4 separate regions of the Mus musculus genome follow, and all the other regions are linked to region 1. A link is a contact called in public ChIA-PET and HiChIP or PLAC-seq data. All regions are on one chromosome and are shown on one strand. The core of a region is the stretch at or near the end of the contact, and the rest is flanking DNA. Distances in the headings are between cores, read along the strand shown. Region 1 holds the start of Setd3 (SET domain containing 3). Region 2 holds the start of Slc25a47 (solute carrier family 25, member 47). Region 3 holds the start of Degs2 (delta(4)-desaturase, sphingolipid 2). Region 4 overlaps Gm33682 (a long non-coding RNA gene).

Region 1 (2,700 bases), core at 193-2,692:
CCTAGAAAAACTCCTTCCCAAATGGCTGGAATTCCACCAAAATATCAATCATGGCGCCCCAGAGACCCATCTATAAAGTGAGCCTCTACAGGTAGGAGCCTACATACACACTGTAGGTTCCAGTGAGTCTAGACAAACTTTTTAACTTGGGGAGGAAATGTCCTTTTATACTGCTGTATTTTAAGGGTGCGTTCACTTAAAACTCCCCAAGACTATCACTGTTTAAAACTCATTTTAAAAACACCCTCAGCATCGCCTTTGAAAGGGAAATGGGAACAGTATCACATATGAAAAACCCACACTTTCAGTGTCCAAGTCTGGTTTTAGTTTTTGTGTGTTTTTTGAAAGGGTCTCCCTATGTAGCTCTGGCAGGCCTGAAACTCCGGATTCCCTGCCTCAGCCTTCCTGGATGCAGTTCTGTTACATCTATCAGTAAAACCTCAATCTTCTAAGGGTCTGCAAAGGCAAGATGGCTGTCAACATCCTGTTCAAATGTGTTTACTTCGGTAACAACACCGTTTTCGTTTAGAAATGGATTACAGCATGTCCCGAGTCATCTTTACGCGTGCACCCCTCCAGAAACGCACCAACGTCCTCTCCCGACACGACGCGGAGGGGGTGAGGCCCCTCGGCAGCCAGTGGCGCACGTCACTAATCAGCTCCTTCTCCAAGAGTGGCAGGCGGGGAGAAGAGGCAGAGTCGCATGCCCAGGCTGCAGCCGCAAGAAGGAAGAGTTGAAAATCGGAATGGCAAACTCCGAGAGCACGGACCGCTTCTCTCTCGCAGCGCGCTCGTCGCGTGTGGACCTCGGCCAGGGGCGCGTGGGAAGAAACCTGACCTATTTTCTACGCCCGCCTTTGCGAGCGGGCAGTGGAGGACAAGGCGCGGGGGCCGGGCTCCCCGTGGGCAACAGAGAGCTGCAGAGGGGCCTCGGCCCCAAGCCGCGTGCGCCTGCCACCGGAGGAAGGAAACCAAGGCTGCAGCCCGCCGCACGCAGTCCCAGCGCCCCGCGCGCACTCCGGGCCCCGGCCGTACCCGAGGGCGGCGCCCAGGCCGCGCCCAGGCCGCGCCCTGAACCTGCCGCCTGCCCCCGTCCCGGTGGAAGAGGGAAGCTGCAGACGCTCGCCAGTCCCCTCAGGGACCGGGCCTGCCGGGCCTCGGAGCCCACAGCCTCCCAGGCCCTGAGAACTCGGTCGCGGCCGAGCACCGGACCTCGGAGTCCGCACGCTCGGCCTCACCTCCTTAAGGAGCGGTGGAACCCCGTCCCCTCAGCCCGCGGGCCGCACGCGGGTGCTTGCCGTCCGCACTCACCTGCCCGCTTCGTCTTCGCGCAGCGGCGGCGCCACACTCCGGCCGGGACCCCACCGTCCGCCTCAACCAACCCCCAGGCGGCGGCGGCGGCGGTGGCGGCGGCGGCCGGACGGGAGGGGCTGGACGGCAGCCAGAGACAGCCCCGCCGCCTAGGCCCAACCCGGCTCCGCCCGCCCCTGGGCCCCGCCCACGGGCCGCCGCCGCCGTTCATTGGCCCGCACCTAACACGCCTCGGCGCGGCTCCGCCCCGCCGCCCATCCGCCCGCCAGCCAGGGTGCTGATCAGCCATTGGACATCAGCAACCGGGGCGGAGCCGTATCCGAAGACTCGATTGGTTAGATCTCGCGCTGTGATTGAACGACGGGAGCCCTGGCTCCGCCTCCGGGCCGAAGTTCCGTTAACAGGTTCGGTTGCTCCCGAACTCCCTTTCGCCAAGGGGGTGGGGCGATGGGAGGGTGTGTGCGAGTGTTTCCCCTCCCCCTACGGGCCGCAGTCCACAAGGCCGCAGGGTAGGCGGAGCGGCGACTGTTGACTTGTTACTTTTTTTCTTTTTTTTAGCTTTACTTTCTTCTAATTGGTTGACAGGCACCTGACTTTCGCCGCCCCCTCCGGCCGCTTCTTAACGTCCCGAGACGCAGGGAAATGACGTAGTTCCCCGACATTCCACCTCCAAGATGGCTGCTGTCAGGAAGGAGAGACGTCGCTGAGGGTTTTGCCTGAGGCGAGGGGTGAGTATCTAGCTGGCCGCGGGCAGCGCCGCCCACCGTCTGCGCTCCTGGTGGTCCGAGGAGGGTATTTTCCAGCTGCCTGGGTTCTACGGAAGAGTCCGGCTTCCCGGATTCCACCGCCCTCCTTGGAATCCCTGATGCACGTTGAAATTAGCAGGCGACGCGGGGTTGGCGGCGAGGGAGCTTCGGGACAGGGTCGGGTCCTCTGGGGTGCGCCGCTAATGCCTGGAACTGGAAGCTGACCTCGCAGAGGAAAGTGGTTGCGGTTTGGGGGATTCCTAGCCGAGGAATAAAAGGGTGGCGGGGCTTACACGCACAGACCCTGCCTCAGACCGACCCGGTCACCCACGGCTTGTGGATCCCTCTGTTAAGTAGGATTGAGGCTTTGGAAAGTGTTCCGTGACTCTTGAACCACGGAACTCAGGTAGGACCAGGAATGAAAAGGGACTTCCTCGATAAGACTCGTTCTTACCCAGACGTCATCCTCTCCTGAGTGCTTGTTTGCCTCGGTGTTAGGGGAACTGATCTTTATTAAGTTGAGAAATAACATGTATATGTTAATCTGAAAACGTTTAAGCAGTTTAACCTGCCTAATGTATTCTTGGTGGTGTTCTTAACTTTGGACTACCAATAAAACACAGCTTTCCATAAGTCACTCAGT
Region 2 (2,700 bases), core at 97-2,596, 670 kb after region 1:
CGCTTTGGTACCTGGCATGTGTTAGTTGCATGCATCAGGAGCCTGGACAGGTGGGCTGCTGTCCAAGAACAATGACACAGTTAGAGGAGTGTCGGTGGACAGTGGCAGCTGGACCTGACTGAGATCATGGAGGACAGACACCAAGATCGGCAGAGAGAGAAAGGTGTCTGGGGTAAACTGGGGTCTTGGGCCCTACTGTTGGGGTGGATGCCCTAACCATTGGCAATATGGGACTGAAGGGGCTCGGTCCTCTTAGGTGGATAGTGTGTTTTAGGTTCCCTCATTATCCGAGGTCCTAGCTTCTTGAGTGTAACATCTGGCTCAGCTTCCTCTCTAGAGCGACAACCCATCGTCTCCCTCTCGACCTTCTGTTAATGAATTTGGCTGGCGATTCTGCAGGAACCCAGCTGGAGCTTGCTCTGTGTGTGCACAGATTTTGTGGGTGCAGAAGCAGAGGTTATAGGGAGCTCAAAGATCTTGTCACAAAGCCAGATGTCACAAAGCCAGATGGCAGTGTCAACTTCCAACCAGATGCTGAGCCATGCCCCTGCACAGGCCAGGATGGACATCGAGGTTGGCCTTGGACAGGATGCTTTCTGGCCTCTTCTGCCCTCTGCCCTCTGCCGTGGCAGCCAGCACTGACGACTTGTCTAAACATAGACAAACTGTCAGGGCGAGGGGTCATCCCTAGTTTGAAACCAGCCTGTTCAAGGCCAGCCTACGGAGAACAGAAAAACAGGTGGACACGTGGCCTCCTGATGCCCTGCCCTGAGGGTCATTCAGACAGAACTGCAGAATGCCCCATGTCAGCATGCCCCTTCCCTTCATTTGGCAGCTCTCTGGCTCGAAGGCCCCCTGTAGGGCTGCAGCCTGCGTCTTTGAGCCCCTGAACTGAACTAGCAGCCGTAGCCATAGAGACAAGGCTGCACTTTCTGCATCGGCTGGCCGCCATCAAATAGATTGGCTCTTAGGTAGTGCCTGCCTCAGGCAAGTCCCCTTTGGGGTTTTGGTGGTTCCATGATGAGAACAGGCTTTTGCTTTCCCTCCCTTTTAGGGCTGGAGGTGACATGTAAAGTGGGGTACATCTCCGAAGGGACCACTGTTTATGCCATCACCATAAGCAGTAGGAAGCCCGGCCTAATCTGAGTCTGGGGATAGAGGCAGACTTAGGTCTGGGAGCTGGCTACCTCCCATGACCTCTCACATGCTTTCCCGATGCTCGGGTCATTGGCACCCCGAACCTTGTGGGGCATGTGAGTGTGGGCATCAAAATAGCCTGTTAAACAGCCCTAGCTCCGCCTCTGCTCACAGGTATTTAAGATCTGCAGGATTTGTAGGAGCCGGCCAGTGTGGCATTGGCAGTAACACCGGAAACCTTCTCATTTTCTGTGCTGTCCATGGATTTTGTTGCTGGGGCCATTGGAGGTATAAGACTTGGATAGAGGGGCGCAGGGGCTGGGGAGGGTTGGGGTGGTGTGCTTGTGTGTGTGTATGTGTGTGGCAGCCCTGTGCAGTCAGGGTTTGAGCAGATCCATGGGCACGGACCACATAGCCTTGAAGATCAGGCAGGAGGCTGAGCCAGTCTAGAGATTCCTGGCTTGGGAGCAGGAACTTGACCCTGTGGGCTGAGATGGCTGGAGTCCTGGGGAGAGACAGAAGGTTCCAGGGAAGAATTGTGTACCCAGGAGTTCTGTTCGCAGGGAGCAGGGGCTAGATGTCAAGCAGGCCCAGCCGGATGGTTCTCTGGCCCACTGAGGCCTACTGCTAACATCTAGCTCCCCTGCGGCTGAAACTGTCTCCCTCAGAGGTGGCTGCCTGCTGGACTCCCTGTGAGCACCATTGATCCTCAGGCTGTGAGGCTACTTTGAGTGAGGCACCCTTGGCCCTGCAGCTATTGTGAAATAGATAGCTGTGGGTGGCTGTTTCTCACTGCTGGGAACAGCCTGGGGGCTAGAAAGGAAAGAGAGTCCCAGCTTCAGCTTCAGGGAGGATGGCTCCTGGCCTTGGCTCTGCTGCCAGGGTCTTGACCTACACCATCCTGAGGCTGGCTGCTCCCCTGAGTGTTGGTGTCACAGGAAGTCACATGGAAGCCACATCCTCCTTATAGCCACAGGAAAGGTCCTAGTCAGGAGAATCCTTGCTCTGTGCTGGGCCTGGGTCCCCGGTCCTAGGGACTTGGACCCAAGCCTGTCCTTGAAGAACTCTAGATCTAGAGGAGGCCATGGAATATGGGGCCTAGCAACAAGGCCATGGGACGCAGACCCTGATCAGCATGTTTCTGGGCGGAGGCACAGAAAGGAGGCCTAAGAGAGGATGGCTTTGAGGGTGGATAGGAGTTGGTAAAGTGTTTAAGAGATGTATCGGAGCCTCCTGTCAGGCACTTGCTTTATATCCTGCCCCTAGGAACTCCCTCTTCTGCTAGCCCATGGGTCTTGCCATCCTTAGGATCTTTTGTTTTTGTTTTTTTTTCGAGACAGGGTTTCTCTGTATAGTCTTGGCTGTCCTGGAACTCACTCTGTAGACCAGGCTGTCCTTGAACTCAGAAATCCGCCTGTCTCTGCCTCCCAAGTGCTAGGATTAAATATCCTTAGGATCTTTACCCTGGGGTAGAAAGCCCAAGCACTTCACTGGCCCCTGAGTTTCTTCAAAGGTTGTGCTGGCTGTATTATGGAGGCCCTGGTTCTAGAAGTAGCAGAGGGG
Region 3 (2,700 bases), core at 97-2,596, 520 kb after region 1:
TTGTGCAGCTAGGAGTCAGGAACCTTTCATGTATCCTAGAGTCCCAGATACCTTACCCGCTCCCATCCCTCAGGAAGCCTACCTCATCCTCTTAGCAATGTACCAGGCAATGTAGAATGTGACCACATTTGGCAGGTCCCTCCCTCCCCCCCCCCACCTCTGTGTGTGTGTGTGTGTGTGTGTGTGTGTGTGTGTGTGTGTGTGTGTGTGTGCGCGCGCACCCGCACATGCAGACACACACAGGTGTGGTCTTTCTGGATCCCATGAGCACGTGTCCCTGTCCCTGTCCACAGGTCTTCCCTACCTAATGCCAGGTGCCCAGAGAATTCAGAAAGGGAAACTGGAGAGACAGGGGAGAAGCTGAGGAGGCCCCTGCTCCAGCCTCAGCACCCTCAGGCACCTGCTCTCCTCCTGTGGCACAGGAAGGGGAACCAAGGTCCCTTCTGCTGTGCCTGGTAAGTTCACAAGAGTAGGGAGGATGCCTAACCCAGACATGTGGGAGACAACCACAAGAACAAACCCACAGAACAGTTTCTAGGTCCTGAGCCCTCAATTGCAGCTGCAGCAGCAGCTCAGGCACAAACTGAATTTGAAAGATGTAAAAGTCACAGGGAAGCTTGCACAGTTTAGGGGCCGGTCAGGAAGATGTCAAAAAAGTGAAAGCTCCAAGAACAGACCTATCAGTTCAAGACCTGGCCAACGACAACCTGGAGACCAGGAGACCAGCCCGGATGCCGCTGGCAACTAAAACTGAAGGTGGCCGTTGAATAAATGCGAGTTAAACTTACTCGAATTAAACCCACAGGAAACAGCATTGCTGATCTGATGAAATACAAGCGTTTACAGATGCTCCAGCGCCAAAGGGATGGCTGGAGAGAAGGGAGTGTAGCGTCCTCCAGCGCGCAGCGGGGTATCCGCATGACAGTGCCCACCCTGGGACCTCGGAGAGATCCACCGCAGGAAAGCTACTATCCTCCGGTGGGATCTTCGGGGTCTCCCGCGTCCCCAAGGAAAAAGGCATATCCTGCTTCCTGAGCAGGGTCTGCACACAGCAGGCGCATACTAGCTGCAGGCGAAGAACCCGCGGGGCGCGCTGGCCCACCACCACACCACCCCTGACCCCCGTGCGCACTGTCCCCCGCCCATATCCTATTCACCCCATTGTGGCTACTGTGTCCCAGCTAGATTCGCGCGCGCTCACCGAGCATCTCCTTGCGCCTCTGGGTGTGCGGCTGGTCGCTGTAGACCCACTCGAAGTCGCTGCGGGCCGCGCTATTACCCATGGTGGGGACGTTGGAGCCCTAGCGAGCTCTCCGCTGCGCAGTGTTCACCTGTCACAGCATACCTAGGTGTCGCGGGCGGGGACCTAGGGACCCGGGCGGGGCCGGGGGCAAGGGGCGGAGTTGAGGCTAAGTCTCCTCGTGGGCGGACCTAGGGGCGGGTCGCGGTGGTCCCCTGGAACCCAAGTGGCCTGGGTTGGGAGATGCGGTCACTCCTGCACCCTGGCAGTCCTGCAGGGGCCGCCAGTAATCTTGGATTCCTGGCGGTGTGGCAAAGCCCCAGGCAACTTGTAGGCGGTGCGCTCCGGTGCACACCTGTCTCCGCGCCAGGGTTGCCTTATCGTGGAGCGCAGTTCACGCTGGGACTCATGGGTGTCTGGGTCTTCTGATTTGGGCGTTCGGGTCCCCACAGGGGAGTAAGTGGGAATGTTGGGGGAGAAGAAGCTGGGAAGAGGGCTATCTGGAGCTTGGGACAGGCAGGCCCCAGCAACGTCTTCCCAGCGTGTCCAGGCAGAGTGACATAAAGACACAACAAAAATGCAGAAGAGTCAAACACGAGGGCTGGAGGTATAGACATGATTCAGGGTGATCTGTGCCATGGCGCAGATTGGTCTTGGAGCAGCTTCTGCACTGGATCTTGTAGGACAAGTAGCTCAATAGCCAGAGAAAGGGGAGGAGATTGATGGTTAGGGGATCCGCAGGTGCAAGGCTTAAGAAGTAAGGCGCCTCGGGCATCCTTTTTTTTTTTTTCTTAATTGGATATTTTATTTATTATTTATTTACATTTCAAATGCTATCCCCTTTCCCCATCCCCCCCAGAAACCCCCTATTCCATGCCCCCTCCTCCTGCTTTTATGAGGGTGTGCCCCCACCTACCCACCCACTTCTGTCTCCCTGCCCTCTCATTCCCCTACACTGGGGCATCGAGCTTCTTAGGGCCAAGGGCCTCTTCTCCCACTGATGCCTGACAAGTCCATCCTCTGCTACATATACAGAGCCCTCCATGTATACTCCTTGGTTGGTGGTTTAGACCCTGGGAGCTCTGGTTGGTTGATATTGTTGTTCTTCCTATGGGATTGCAAACCCCTTCAGCTCCTTCAGTCCTTTCTCTAACTCCCCCATTGGGGACCCCGTGATTAGTCCAATGGTTGGCTTCGAGCAACTGCCTCTGTATATGGCAGGCTCTGGCAGAGCCTCTCAGGAAACAGCTCTATCAGGCTCCTGTCAGCAAGCTCTTGTTGGCATCCACAGTAGTGTCTGGGTTTAGTGACTGTATATGGGATGGATCCTCGGGTGGGGCAGTCTCTGGATGGCCTTTCCTTCAGTCTCTGCTCCACACTTTGTCTCTGTATTTGCTCCAGTGTGTATTTTGTTACCTTCTAAGACATACCGAAGCACCCACACTTTGGTCTCCCTTTGT
Region 4 (2,700 bases), core at 27-2,526, 580 kb after region 1:
GGGAGGAGAAGAAGGAGGAGAAGAAGGAGGAGAAGGAGAAGGAGAAGGAGAAGAACAAGAAGAAGAACAAGAAGAAGAACAAGAAAAAGAACAAGAAGAACAAGAACAAGAACAAAAAGAAGAAGAACAAGAAGAAGAACAACAACAACAACAAGAACAAGAACAAGAAGAAGAACAAGAAGAACAAGAGCAAGAAGAAGAAGAACAAGAACAAGAAGAAGAACAAGAAGAAGAACAAGAAGAAGAACAAGAAGAAATAGTATCAGTTGCTGAGGCTTTAGGGAAGTTGTGTATTGGAATGTTGGGAGAATGTCCACTCACCTTTGGTTTCCTTCCAGACAGCTGTTAATCAGTTCTGTTCCGATCTGCCTTCCTCCCAGGGTACTGGGGGAAGCCACTGGGACGTTATCTCATGGCCAGGTTTAGGGGACCTACAATGCCTTTCACCCACCCTCCATGGAACACCAAAGCTTTCTGCATCCCATTTTGGTACCCAAGCCAGGTTGCCAGGGCTCAGTTCTTACTGTGCCTTTGTCTTTAGGCCCAAGGCAGCCTTATTGACCCATCTCTTCATGTACATGCAACCTTTCCCACCCAAGCAGGCAGGGAGAAGCAAGAGGCCCTGCTCAGGACTGCTTCAGGAAGCTAGCTCTGCCGTGCTCTCCCATGAACCATGCAGTAGGTAGAAGAGGCCTGCCACCCACTTCCTGGTTTTGCAGGTCTCTACCATGGTTAGGTGCTCCAGGGGTTGTCCTACTGAACTGGGGCTGTCCTACTAGGCTACTAGGTTCACTTAGCAATATTTGCACTGTGTCCCCTCCTCCAGTGGGCTTCTGTCCCTCCCACATGAAAGCAACTCCTGCTTCACCCCTTATCATCCTTAATCAGGTAGCTTCCTTCTGTGGTCTACACCCTCCATTATCTTGCTGTCCACAGAGGCTCTTTCCATGAAGGGACCCTGGAAATGCTCTTTGGAAAGCAACATGCCGGTCCTTGTAGCTGGGCCCCAGCCAGCCAGCTGCAACCTCTCCCACTTCCCACTTCTGTGGGCTCCCGTGCAGTGTGTGTACCTGTGCACTGCAGTGGTGCGCTCTCTTAGACTGCTGTTCTCGGGGCTGGGGAAGTCTTGGGGGAAGTGACCTGGCCTATTGTTCTATGAGGCCACAGCTGAACTGGTCTCCCCGCCGCGCCACATCTGGGACTGTTTCTCCTGCGCCTAGCTTGGCTCCTGGCACCTATGTATGGTTAGCAGCTGATAAGCACTTTTAACTCTAGACTCAGGGGATGTGCTGCCCTCTTCTGACCTCCTCTGACATCTGCATGCATATGCATACACCCTGGGTTCCTTATGCACTGTCAAGGCTAGGAAAACCGTGACCCAATACATTGACAGATTCTGAATGGCTTAAATTTGGCTTTTTATTCTGTGCAATGAGAGACTGGACTTTAGCTATTACTTCCGAGCTATACCAGGCTCTGGCAAGACACAGATTATAAGTGGCCCTGTCCTTTGGTGCAGAGGATCCTTACAGAAGCAGGCTGGTGAGCTTTGTCCCCAATCCAGGTCCATGAACATCTGGGGGCTCCTACTGCAAGTTACAGGTAAAGCCCACATAGAAACAAGCAGAAAACATACAGGTTAGAGTGTTCTGGGGTATTTTCATGGACATCATAAAGTCCAAACCCAAGGGCAGTGGATTGAACACTAGAGACCAGTGAATTTAGGTCTCCTGTTGACAGCCAGACCTCTTCTTACACCCCTGTGCTTCCTAGAAATGTATTATCACACTCCCCTTGACAACCAGAACTGCCTACTTGCTGGGACTCAGACTTTAGGTCAATTGCCCAAAGCCATGCATGGAGCCCTGTCAGTATGGGCTTGACTGGATTAGGAATCCCTAGAAAGTTGGTGGAGTTCTGTTCTGGGTGTGTCTCTGTCTCCAGGGCAGCCCTGCCCTCAGCACTCAGAGACAGGTCTTCCTTGTATTGCCAGGACTTGAATGCCCCAGTAGTCCTGAGTTCCCAGGGCTGAGTTATACCAGGGCTTTTCTGGCTCTGAGACTTTTGAACTAGAACTGAGGTACGCTACTGGCATCCCAAGTCTTTGCCACCATAATGACAGGGTCAAGGCCCAGCCAAACTCCTCCGTGCTCACCTGCCACTGGAGGCTGAGGTCAGTCCCTATCCTTTCTTTCCAGCTAACAACCTAAGAAGCGCTGAGGGGGCAGATGGGGAAGAAGAGCAGAACTTTCTGCGACCTGCCAGTGGCATAAATAACTGTTTAAAGCGTGGGTCTTTAGCTAGGACACTCTTCTTCTTTTTTTTTTTTTAAAGATTTATTTATTATTATATATTCGTACACTGTAGCTGTCTTCAGATGCACCAGAAGAGGGTGTCAGATCTCAATAATGGGTGGTTGTGAGCCACCATATGGTTGCTGGGATTTGAACTCAGGACCTTCAGAAGAGCAGTCAGTGCTCTTACCCGCTGAGCCATCACGCCAGCCCCTAGGACACTCTTCAGTTACCAGTGAACCTAAGGTGATGCCCCGGCACGCGGCTAGCTCTATTCCTTCCTCTGCTCTGCTGCGGTCAGTGTGGGTTCCCTCCATGTCCGCTCTGGATTCGCCCGCTTCTGCCTTCTTCCCCACCCTCCTCCTTCCTGCTCCTTCTTACAACTGATCAGCAGCAGTGAGTGATG

The links. ChIA-PET counts read pairs in DNA pulled down with a chosen protein or histone mark. HiChIP or PLAC-seq counts read pairs in DNA pulled down with a chosen protein or histone mark.
Region 2: a contact with region 1 is called in an H3K4me3 HiChIP or PLAC-seq map of bone marrow-derived macrophages, with 6 times the contacts expected there. The contact joins the promoter of Slc25a47 here to the promoter of Setd3 in region 1. A contact is called at or near these places in 4 of 39 promoter capture datasets (liver, neutrophils and pre-B cells) and 1 of 115 datasets of contacts at active chromatin or transcription factors (bone marrow-derived macrophages).
Region 3: an HNF4G HiChIP or PLAC-seq map of pancreatic cancer cells shows a contact between it and region 1. The contact joins the promoter of Degs2 here to the promoter of Setd3 in region 1. A contact is called at or near these places in 2 of 39 promoter capture datasets (both in liver), 1 of 115 datasets of contacts at active chromatin or transcription factors (pancreatic cancer cells) and 1 of 9 other capture datasets (liver).
Region 4: a contact with region 1 is called in an RNA polymerase II ChIA-PET map of memory CD8 T cells, with 55 read pairs. The contact joins the enhancer-like site here to the promoter of Setd3 in region 1. A contact is called at or near these places in 3 of 39 promoter capture datasets (the C10 cell line, neutrophils and pre-B cells), 3 of 484 Hi-C or Micro-C datasets (the G1E-ER4 cell line, LSK cells and neutrophils), 5 of 115 datasets of contacts at active chromatin or transcription factors (bone marrow-derived dendritic cells, bone marrow-derived macrophages, effector CD8 T cells and 2 more) and 1 of 9 other capture datasets (liver).

The regions. Positions count from the first base shown.
Region 1 is chr12:108,177,842-108,180,541 of GRCm38.p6, forward strand. Setd3 (SET domain containing 3) reads right to left here and starts at 1,443. Exons shown (of 13, transcript NM_028262.3): 1 at 1,312-1,443. Ccnk (cyclin K) reads left to right here and starts at 1,897. Exons shown (of 12, transcript NM_009832.2): 1 at 1,897-2,039.
Region 2 is chr12:108,849,783-108,852,482 of GRCm38.p6, forward strand. It overlaps Slc25a47 (solute carrier family 25, member 47), which reads left to right and starts at 1,347. Exons shown (of 6, transcript NM_001012310.2): 1 at 1,347-1,425. The coding sequence starts at 1,398.
Region 3 is chr12:108,700,960-108,703,659 of GRCm38.p6, forward strand. It overlaps Degs2 (delta(4)-desaturase, sphingolipid 2), which reads right to left and starts at 1,347. Exons shown (of 3, transcript NM_027299.5): 1 at 1,202-1,347. The coding sequence starts at 1,283. It overlaps Gm40572 (a long non-coding RNA gene), which reads right to left. Exons shown (of 4, transcript XR_872978.2): 4 at 2,565-2,700.
Region 4 is chr12:108,762,440-108,765,139 of GRCm38.p6, forward strand. Gm33682 (a long non-coding RNA gene) reads right to left here. Exons shown (of 2, transcript XR_381914.3): 1 at 322-2,700. Among named protein-coding and RNA genes, the nearest start is that of Gm33682, 3.6 kb to the right of the region's middle. Within about 2 kb of position 1,277, at least 84 of the 459 cell types and tissues checked have an H3K27ac peak or open chromatin away from gene starts, as enhancers often do. A contact at or near this core is called in the G1E-ER4 cell line, memory CD8 T cells, neutrophils and 1 more, where this site is marked.